Regions from separate parts of the Mus musculus genome. Here region 2 is linked to region 1. A link is a contact called in public promoter capture Hi-C data. All regions are on one chromosome and are shown on one strand. The core of a region is the stretch at or near the end of the contact, and the rest is flanking DNA. Distances in the headings are between cores, read along the strand shown. Region 1 overlaps Zbtb17 (zinc finger and BTB domain containing 17). Region 2 holds the start of Rsc1a1 (regulatory solute carrier protein, family 1, member 1).

What was found. Promoter capture Hi-C pulls out the DNA fragments that hold promoters and counts their contacts.
Region 2: a contact with region 1 is called in a promoter capture Hi-C map of liver, with 5 times the contacts expected there. The contact joins the promoter of Rsc1a1 here to the enhancer-like site in region 1. A contact is called at or near these places in 3 of 39 promoter capture datasets (the 3T3-L1 cell line and liver), 3 of 115 datasets of contacts at active chromatin or transcription factors (effector CD8 T cells, embryonic stem cells and microglia) and 1 of 9 other capture datasets (adipose tissue).

Annotation. Positions count from the first base shown.
Region 1 is chr4:141,452,881-141,457,814 of GRCm38.p6, forward strand. All of the region lies in intron 2 of Zbtb17 (zinc finger and BTB domain containing 17), which reads left to right. Among named protein-coding and RNA genes, the nearest start is that of Gm42337, 6.4 kb to the left of the region's middle. Within about 2 kb of position 2,346, at least 167 of the 459 cell types and tissues checked have an H3K27ac peak or open chromatin away from gene starts, as enhancers often do. A contact at or near this core is called in adipose tissue, effector CD8 T cells, liver and 1 more, where this site is marked.
Region 2 is chr4:141,683,333-141,688,266 of GRCm38.p6, forward strand. Rsc1a1 (regulatory solute carrier protein, family 1, member 1) reads right to left here and starts at 2,384. Exons shown (of 1, transcript NM_023544.5): 1 at 231-2,384. The coding sequence starts at 2,267. The coding sequence ends at 519. Ddi2 (DNA-damage inducible protein 2) reads right to left here. Exons shown (of 10, transcript NM_001017966.2): 10 at 231-2,299.

The sequences.
Region 1 (4,934 bases), core at 1,096-3,595:
GGAGTTATTTACAGGGACCATTAGTGTCTTATGACCCTCAGAGGGCTGGCACCTCACAAGCCCCTCCTCTCTCCATCGCAGGATGTTGATGGGTCCGGTGGTCACAGCTTTGTGAGCACAGGAGTGCCAGGGCCGTGTCATGATCCATAGCCCTCACCCTCCTCAGGCTCTTACATCCCTTCTGTCCTCCCCTCCCACGAAGGGTGATGCAGGTACCCAGCTGTGGCTGACTTTCCTCACGTGCACACATTAGGAGTCGCTCCAAAGAACCTTCTCTGACGGCGGCAGCGGTCTCTGGGCAGTAGCATAGGTATTTGGAAGGGAATTTAGTGCCATGTCTAATCCACGTAGTAAAGTGGCGGCAGCGGCTTCCCTCTGACCTCTCCAGCCCCAAGCTTCTGACCAGGATTCCAGCACCAAGCGTGAGTTCCCTCCTGGGAAGCATCTCAGCCACTCAGGAAGCTTTTGGTTACCCATAATAGACTCGCACTGGTACGGCAGTGGGCCCTTCTTGCTGCTCAGTGAGGAGTGTGTTCCTTAGGGACGTTCCAGAGCTGAGCACGGCCAGCCAGGGCTGACTGCTCTCCCCAGGAGTCTCCCAGGAGTCCCCAGGAGCACCTTCTGACTCCACGAGGGTGGGCTAGCCAGCAGGGAGGAGGCTTCTGTCTCAGTCCAGCTTGGCTTCTCCTGTCCTGCAGCCAGAGCATGTGTGATCTTCATCAATAGCATCATGCCATCAAGCTTGGCTGGGCCGTCACAGCAGTAGCACTCGCTCGTGTGTGTGTGTGTGTGTGTGTGTGTGTGTGTGTGTGTGTGTGTGTGTGTGTGTGTGATGGAATACCATTCAGCTCTAAAGGAAAATGAGATCATAGACTACAGGTGACAGTTGGTGTCCTTTCTCTGTGGGATGGCCATGCTGTGTCTTTTCTCAGTGAAGCCTCTTTGCTTGTGCAAGTCATGTGATTTTTAGAAAGGGGGTGGTGGCATCCCATTAAATCTCAAGCACTGAGGCCTCATGTTGTATCTGGTAGAAGAGGTGAGCCCCTGGGTAGTGGGCTCCTCCCTGGTCTCCGGCCGTCACTGCTCCAGCGTGGCTTTATGTATTTTAGTATCATAATGCTAGAGCCCAAGAGCAGCTGTATGAAGTAGAAGCCTTCATTGTTATCCCTGGTTTACAGAAAAGAATGGAGTTTAGAGATGTGTATGCTGCTGCCCAAGGACCAGCTCTGTTTAATTACAAGCCTTGAGCTGCAGCTAAGCCCAGGAGCTGTGGCTCCAGCAATGGCAGGCTCTTCACAATATCAGGGCTTCATCTGTACCTGATGCTGAGGGTCCATTACTCTGGGGACATCTTCTTTAGGGATTTCTGCTCCCAGAATCTAACGGAGTATCGCATCCTTTGTGATTTGAGACAGGGTTTCTCTGTGTAGCCTTGGCTGTCCTGGAACTCACTTTGTAGACCAGGATGGCCTCGAACTCAGAAATCTGCCTGCCTCTGCCTCTCAAGTACTTTTTTTTTTTTTTTTTTCTATTGAGAAATTTTTAGTCACCAGGTCTTACAGAAAGTAGGAAATGTTTTTTGTTGTAATTTTGACACAGAGCCTCCCAGGATAGCTCAGGCTGGCCTTGAACTAACGTCACTGCTCTGCCCTGTGCCTTCTGGTGCTCAGGTTTTACAGGTGTCTTCTACACCAGCCTTGTGGTACCAACCCCTGGTGAGTGTCGGGACACACCCTTAATACCTTAAAGGTTTTGTGATAGAAAAGGTCTCTGACTGCGGAAATACCCAGACTAGTCCACCCCCTTCTTCTGTAACTTCCTCTGTTTTCCTCTTTAAGTGGTAAGACAGCAAGGTTTTGGGCAAGTGTCCCCGTGAGCTCCTTTTGAGAGGAGGGCCTTCACTGTTTTTTCTTCTTCTCTGGAGCCCTGCAGGATGTGGGTGTCTCTCAGAGCATGATTCAGTCACACTGTGACTCAGCAGCGAAGTGCTCAGGACCGTGCTGAACAAGGCAGGGGCCTCGAGCCCCTCAAGGGAGAGGTGCTTCCCTGTTCTGAGGTGGTCTGTGGAGGGCCGGAGACTAAGCTCTTCCAGTGTCAGCAGGGGGCTGTTAACAGTTTTTCAGGTTCCAGCCATTCTGTTGAAAACTTTGTCATGTCAGCTTTATTTATTTATAAGGCAGGGCCTCTGACAGCCCAGGCTTGCCTCAGACTCTGTAGTGAGGATTTTGGGAATGACCTGACACTGGGGTTTGTACAGTGCTGGGGATTGAACCCAGAGCTTTGCACATGCTACAGAAGCACTCTGCCAGCCGACCGAGGCAGCTGCAGCCATCAGTTGGCAGGCTCTGGTCTGCTGGCTGTTCGTGGCCTGTGGAGGATAAGCCGTGCCCCAACTTGGCTGGCACAGCCCAGTCTGTCCCTGCACGTTCGCTTCCTGACACTCTTCCCTCGTTCTTTTCTTTTTTAAAAAATACATTTATATGTTTGTGTGCGTGTGTGTGTGCGTGTGTGTGTGTGTGTGTGTGTGCGTATGTATGTATGTGTGTCCGTGTGTGTGCTATAATGTACATGTAGGGTTCAGAGAATAATTGGCTGGGGTTGGTTCGGTCGGGCCATGTGTACTGTGGGGGGTGAAACTCAGGTCACCAGGCTGACAGAAGCGCCCTTAGCCCCTAGCCATATGCTGGCCTGCTTCTTGTTTTATCCACTGTCCCCTCCTTTAGTACTTGCAGTTGCCTGACAAGGTTGTGATTTTCCATGGGCTCTTGTTTCTCCTCTCCTCAGGGAATATGCCCCCATGCCAGCTTCTCATGACAGAACTTGTGTGCCCTCCTCTGCTTCCCCCAACCGCTTCTCCCCTTCACAGCCCACTGCTGCGGCAACAGCTAATTACGTCAGCTCCTACATAAGCTGCTGTTTGTTTTCTCAAGACAGTCTCTCTGTGTAGCCCTGACTGTTCCTGTAGACCTGTCTGTAGACTAGGCTGGCCTCTCTTAACTGGAGCATGGCTGCCAGCTTGCAGACCACCAAATCTATGGTCCTCTCTGCAGTGGCTGCTGGCTTTCTTGCTCCCTGACTTGTCCTTCAGCTGCTGCCTGGCCCTTTCAGAGTATTGCCAGTCAGTTTTCAGTTCTCCCAAGGCTTTTAAAGAAAAGTGTCTTTAGAAGAATCTTGGGTGTACCTTAATGGGTAAAATGGTTACCATGCACGAAACTTTGAAAGAAAGGGCATTGCCATCTGCCCATGGCGCCATACTGGTTCCTGGGTCTTGGGTTTGCAGTGGTGCAGCTTCCTCTTGCACCTTCTTCCAGGTCTTTGTTTAAATTCTCCCTCCTCAGAGAGGTCCTCCTCATTCCTCTGACTGGCAGATAGTTCTACCCGACTCTGCACAGCATTGATACCGCCTTACATGTGGCATCATTGCTGGTTAATCTCCGTCCTCGAGCGGAGGCTCAAAGCTACAGTGCTTCCCTCAGGTGAGCGCAGAGAGGAGCATGAAGCCACCTGCTCTTTGTTCTCCGTGCCCAGGCTGCTTTATGAGCTGCGGGGTCACCAGTTGATAGCTACAGGCGCCCGTTAGGGAGCTGGGCTGCCCTACTGATCTTTGCCCATCCAAGTTCACAGATTGTTTCTCAAATACTTATCTTGCTCTTAGTTGTGTTCTGCATTGCTGTAACAGAGTACCTTGGGCTGGGCAGATTAAACAGGCGTAGTTCTTGTAGTTCTAGAGGTTGGGACAAACAGTATGAGGATGCTGGTCTCTGCTTGTCAGATGGGAAGACTAGGAGGCCAAGATCATCCTTGGCTCCATCACAAGTTCAAAGCCAGCCTGAACTCATGTGACTTGTGTCTCAAGAAATGAAAGTGAACAAAAGGCCAGCGCCTGCTCTGCTCTCTCTTGATGGCTGTGAGGACGAGTGAGACCCCCCAGTAGACAGCCTGCCCTGGTGGCACCCAGCTGCTGTCCCAGCAGTGGGAGGTGCAGGAGGAGGGCTGTGAGGTCAGGGTTAGTCTGTGTTGCACAGTGAGTCTGAGCCGCTATTTTTTTTTTAAAAAGATTTATTTATTTATTGTAAGTACATTGTAGCTGTCTTCAGACACTCCAGAAGAGGGAGTCAGATCTCGTTAAGGATGGTTGTAAGCCACCATGTGGTTGCTGGGATTTGAACTCTGGACCTTCGGAAGAGCAGTCGGGTGCTCTTACCCACTGAGCCATCTCACCAGCCCGCTATTTTTTTTTTTAAAGATGATTTATTTATTTATTTCATGTATGTGAGTGCACTGTCACTATCTCAGACACATCGGAAGAGGGCATCAGATCCCATTACAGATGGTTGTGAGCCACCATGTGGTTGCTGGGAATTGAACTCAGGACCTCTTGAAGAACAGTCAATGCTCTCAACCGCCGAGCCATCTCTCCAGTCCCTGAGCCGCTATTTTATGTATATGAGTACACTGTAGCTGTACTGATAGTTGTGAGCCATCTTGTGGTTGCTGGGAATTGAATTCAGGACCTCTGCTTGCTCGGGCCCAAAGATCTATTTATTATTCTATGTAAGTACACTGTAGCTGTCTTCAGACACACCAGAAGAGGGCGTCAGATCTCATTACCATGTGGTTGCTGGGATTTGAACTCAGGACCTTTGGAAGAACAGTCAGTGCTCTTAACCACTGAGCCATCTCTCCAGCCCGGAATTTGCTTTTTTTTGTTTTTTGTTTTTTTGTTTTTTCGAGACAGGGTTTCTCTGTATATCCCTGGCTGTCCTGGAACTCAGTTTGTAGATAGACCAGGCTGGCCTCGAACTCAGAAATCCGCCTGCCTCTGCCTCCCGAGTGCTGGGATTAAAGGCGTGTGCCACCACGCCAGGCCGGAATTTGCTTTTTATAATTACAGAAAACACTACGGATTCAGGACTGGTAAACTTCATTCGGTC
Region 2 (4,934 bases), core at 1,134-3,633, 230 kb after region 1:
TGTCAACCCTGAGCACACAAATCAAAACATACAACTCTAGAAGTTATTATCTTCTCCTTCTCAAAACATACAACTCTAGAAGTTATTATCTTCTCCAGCTTCCTGTTAAAAGCCATCCCCTGCACACAGCACAGCCAGAGCCACGGCGGGCAGCTGATCTGTCCTAGCTCCGTAGATGGCAGGTTCCTCATGACTCCTGCTTTCAAAGCACTCACTCATTCTAAAATGGTATGCTATACACAAAACCATCTGCTTTATTCCAGAATACATCATCGTCATGAGAATAAAAAGCTTTGTATGCACACACTGCCAATACATTTAAAAGGCCCAAATGTTAACAAGTAGAATAGACAAATTCAGACAAAAGATCATAAATTACTTTGGCCGGCAAAAAAAAAATCTGGCTCAACATTTTGCTTGCAGATTTTCTACACATTGTGTGTGTGTGTGTGTAGTATATTTGTGTGAAAAGGGCTTTTTCAAAAGGAATGACGTGTGGCCTAGCCCACTTCCCACAATTATGTTGGGACTACAATGTTCTTTGCTAACAAAACAAGAAGGGCAAGGTCTGCATTCCCACCAACTCGATGCAGAGCCCCGAGCGCTTCCTGCAGAGTGAAGCCGGCACCAAGAATCCTGTCAACATCTGCAGCAGGAAAGATGAACGGTGGAAGAACGGAGGGGGTGGACAAGGACTGTGTGGGAGGTTGGTCCAATCCACTACGGGGCAACCCAGCTCCAGGGCAGACACTGCTGGTCTCCGGCCTGTCTGGGCCTGGATTATGCACATGCTCTGAAGGCTGACTGTGGGCACCCTCACTTGCTGCAAGTTCAGGTGCTATTTCTACCCCTGAGGTGCAGGGCAACTGCTCAGACAGTTTAGCTGAGGTTATGGCGACAGAACAGCTCTTCCTGGCTGACTCTGTTGATCTGCGGACATCTTCTCGGTCAGGTGACAAGCCATCACCCAGACCTTCAAAGCTAGTGGATGCTTCATCTTCTACCGCAGCACAAGGGGCAGTTCCTACGATTTCTGTCTTTCCTGATTCAGAGGTGGCCTGGTGACAGGAGCCTTGTGAGTACTGGTCACTAGGGGTCAAATGCACACTTTGGACCCTTCTTCCTGAAAGGTCTGAAACACTTGGTTGGCTCTCAGCTCCTATCTCTGACTGACAGGTAACATGCTCAGGTGACTCTTCTGAAGCTGGCTTACAGCTAATGACCAAAAGCTCATGGAGTTCTTTCAAGGCCACTGTGACAGATGAACAAAATTCTTCTGCTGATTCCACAGAGGGCTGACCGTGGCCACTTAGAAGGGAAGAGGAATTGTCATCTTTGTTATCCATTGTAGACATGTCAACATTATCTTCTGGGAGCTGCAATTCCCGAGTCAAGATGGAATGTTCCACAGGCTCACAGGACGGGTTAGACTGTAATGTCTCCACTTCCATAGTGGGATTATCTGAAGCGAGATGTGCTACACTAGGGCTCTTGATGACGGCATCCTGCCTGCCTGTTGAGCTGCACATAGCAACCAGAGACTGTTCAGCTGTATCTACTTCCATCAGGGCTTCTGAGCATGGACAGCTACAGAGTCCTGAAGCTGGAAGACCCTTCTCTGCACTGGGAAGATGAGCGTGTCTTTGTAGCTCACCTTTCCTCAGAGCTTCCAAACTGACAACTTCTTCATGAAGCTCAAGGTCTTCTGCGTCACAAAGACAGCCCTGGTCCTGTGGAACACTCTGCTGTCCAGCCTCTCGCTGTACACTCCCTGTTTCTCTGTGCTGCTGAAGGCCGTTCACGGGACTTGGGGTCTGATTTTCTGGATGCCAACTCTTTTCCTCCGCAAATATCTGTGGCTCCCGCATCCCAGTAGTTGTGAGAGTTAAACTAGCGTCCTGTCTTGTGTGGAGATACACTCTGAGGCCCTGGGTTCCTTTCTCAACAGATTTCTCCAGATTACCTGCAACAACGGCTTCTTTTGATGACTTATGGAAAGGCATGGCTAGACTCTGCTCTGCTGAGGAAGCAAGGTCAGGAAGAACCTGCAGAGGAGGAGGGTCTGTTTTCTTAGAGTTTGTCTGGAATTCAGCTGAAGCCTTCGTAGCCTCCATAGCTAGAGATTCAATGCTATTGGGGTCACCGGGCTTGATGGCGCAGACGGAAGCAGAAACAGAGCGAGCGAGACTCGTCGGGCTACCAACCTCAGGACTCTGCCCTGAAGGAGCTGGATGGTCAAACCCATCTGAAGTCGGCAATGATGACATTCCCAGTGAGGTAGATTCTTTACTGCTTTTCTCTGTAATAAAGAGAAAAGAGAAAAAGATTAGCTAGCAGACCACTAACTTATCAGAGTTGAATCCTCAATAGAATAAAAGCAGGCCTTTTAATTTAGGTCTCTCTTGCAAATATGCTAAAAAAAAAAAAAATACAAGAATCTTTCTCATGGTGGCAAGGTAGCATCTGTCACTGAAGCTGAAATGGGTGTGTGCTTAATAAACATTAAAATTCCATATGTAAAGAAAGCACTATTAGCGTGCACTTCACAATGGATGGGTCAGTGCTCACACTTAAAAGATACTTATTGATGTATTTATTCACTCCAGAAAGGCTCTCACTGCACAGCAGAGCTGGCCGTAAGCTGAGAGGCGCCTGCCTGGCTTCTGCAGTGCTGGGCTATGGGAGCGCATCACCACACCAAGCAGTCACTTTATTTCTGGTGATTTTTTGCATCTTCACAGGATGATTCTCATGACAAGGCTTTTTCCCCTCTTTAAAACAACAACAAACAAACAAACAAAACCCAATAGGTTCTCACTCTGTAGCCTAGGCTGGCCAACTCACTATAGTAAAGCCAGATAAGCCTTTAATTATCAGCAATCCTTGTGCGTCAGCCTCCTAAGCACTGGGGTTACAGCATGGGCCACCACTGTTGGCTCCAGTTCGCTGTTCATGTTTCAAGTGTAAGCACAGGTGTCCAAAAGCAAGCACGCTGGCAAGAGAGCAGGGCAACCAAGAGAGGTGGGGTTTACATGCCTGGAGAGCTCTAGAAGACAGACAAGTAAACAGTGGATTTTATTTCTAGCCAAGCTTTTCAAAAACCATGGTAAAACTAAGCACCCAATTCAAAGAACAAAACAAAAAATGAAGCAGACAGAATTTTATTTATCTGTTCAACCACTGTGCATTCATACTTGAGGCCTCCACATTTCCTGTACTCTTGACTTCATGTATAAGGACGATGGCTCCCAGTGTCAGAGCTATGGGTATGCATTACTGTTCTCAAATTTCTGTAGTGCTCTGGACCAAACCAACCTCATCTTACATATGCCAGGAGGCCTTCTGCTAATCCAACTACATCTCTAGCTCTCTAACGAGCTCTGTTCAGCCTGAAACGTGTGGGAGTTTCCTGCTTTAGTGTGAGTGCTGGGATCAACATGCAGGATTACGCCCAGCTTCTCAATGCTGTACCCTCGTACAGCACAACAGAACTGACCAGGCGTAGGCACGTCACTGAATCCACAGGAGGGCAGAGGAAGAGTGTAATCATTCTTTGATAGGCAACAATAACTTACACCCACCCGAATTTGATTGCCCTTCAAACTTGATGCGGAAGCCACAGTGGTCCAACTCCTCTGGCACTATTAAAAACCAGCCTCTAACCACCAAAAATATCTTTAATTAAAAGGCATAGATTGCTATCAACCCTGGAAATATTGGTTCCTGGGTTATTAAATTCAATTCAGATGCTTTGTGCTGAACACTAACATCAGTGTGAGTGCTGGTTTTCCACTGGTGAGGTCACACAGAGTGCAGTTATGATGCTAACATCACTAATTAATTCATCAGACCCCGCTGAGCTGCATGAGAGAGAGGATGGGCCTGCTGGAAGTTGTCAGCTTTTCCTTTTTGTGGTTGAGATGGGATCTCCTGTAGCCTATGTTGTTCTTTCTGTTTGTTTTATGAGAAAGAGTTTCTTTGGCTATACTGGAACTCACTTTGTAGACCAGGCTGGCCTTGAACTCAAGAGCAAATGCTGGGCTCAAAGGCCAGTGGCACCCCCTCAAGGTAGTGACTAACTTCTTTTTTTTTCAGGGTTTCTCTGTGTAGCCCTGGCTGTCCTAGAACTCAGAAATCCGCCTGCCTCTGCCTCCAGAGTGCTGGGATTAAAGGCAAAGGTGTGCGCCACCACGCCCGGCGTGACTAACTTCTTTTTTTTTTTTTTTTTTTTTTAAAGATTTATTTATTATTTTATGTAAATACACTGTAGCTGTCTTCACACACTCCAGAAGAGGGAGTCAGATCTCATTACGGATGGTTGTGAGCCACCATGTGGTTGCTGGGATTTGAACTCTGGACCTTTGGAAGAGCAGTCGGGTGCTCTTACCCACTGAGCCATCTCACCAGCCCATAATTTTTTTGCCTGAATGTTTCTTTCTTTTTTTTTTTTTTTTTTTTTTTTTTGGTTTTTTGAGACAGGGTTTCTCTGTATAACCCTGGCTGTCCTGGAACCCACTTTGTAGACCAGGCTGGCCTCGAACTCAGAAATCCGACTGCCTCTGCCTCCGGAGTGCTGGGATTAAAGGCGTGCGCCACCACACTACGTGACTAACTTCTTAAAGAACTACCTTATCTTATAGCTGGTGTTAAACAGGATGACGTTCTGTCTCTGCTTAAATCTATATCCTGTAAATCTAGAAAGTTCTTAGCTTTATCCATCTAATCAATACAGCTGACTCTGAAATAAGTTCAATTTTGGACTAGTGCTAACATAAAAAAGCATACTGCAAAAGGATATCCAAGCCAGCACCTTAGGGAACATTTACACCTGGGCTCGGTGTCAGGGCCTACGCACCCCATAGAGCAGGGGAGGCGCAGGTGCCCTGGTGGACTCTGTACTTAATTAGAGCGGCATGTATGCCATCCTTCTGAAA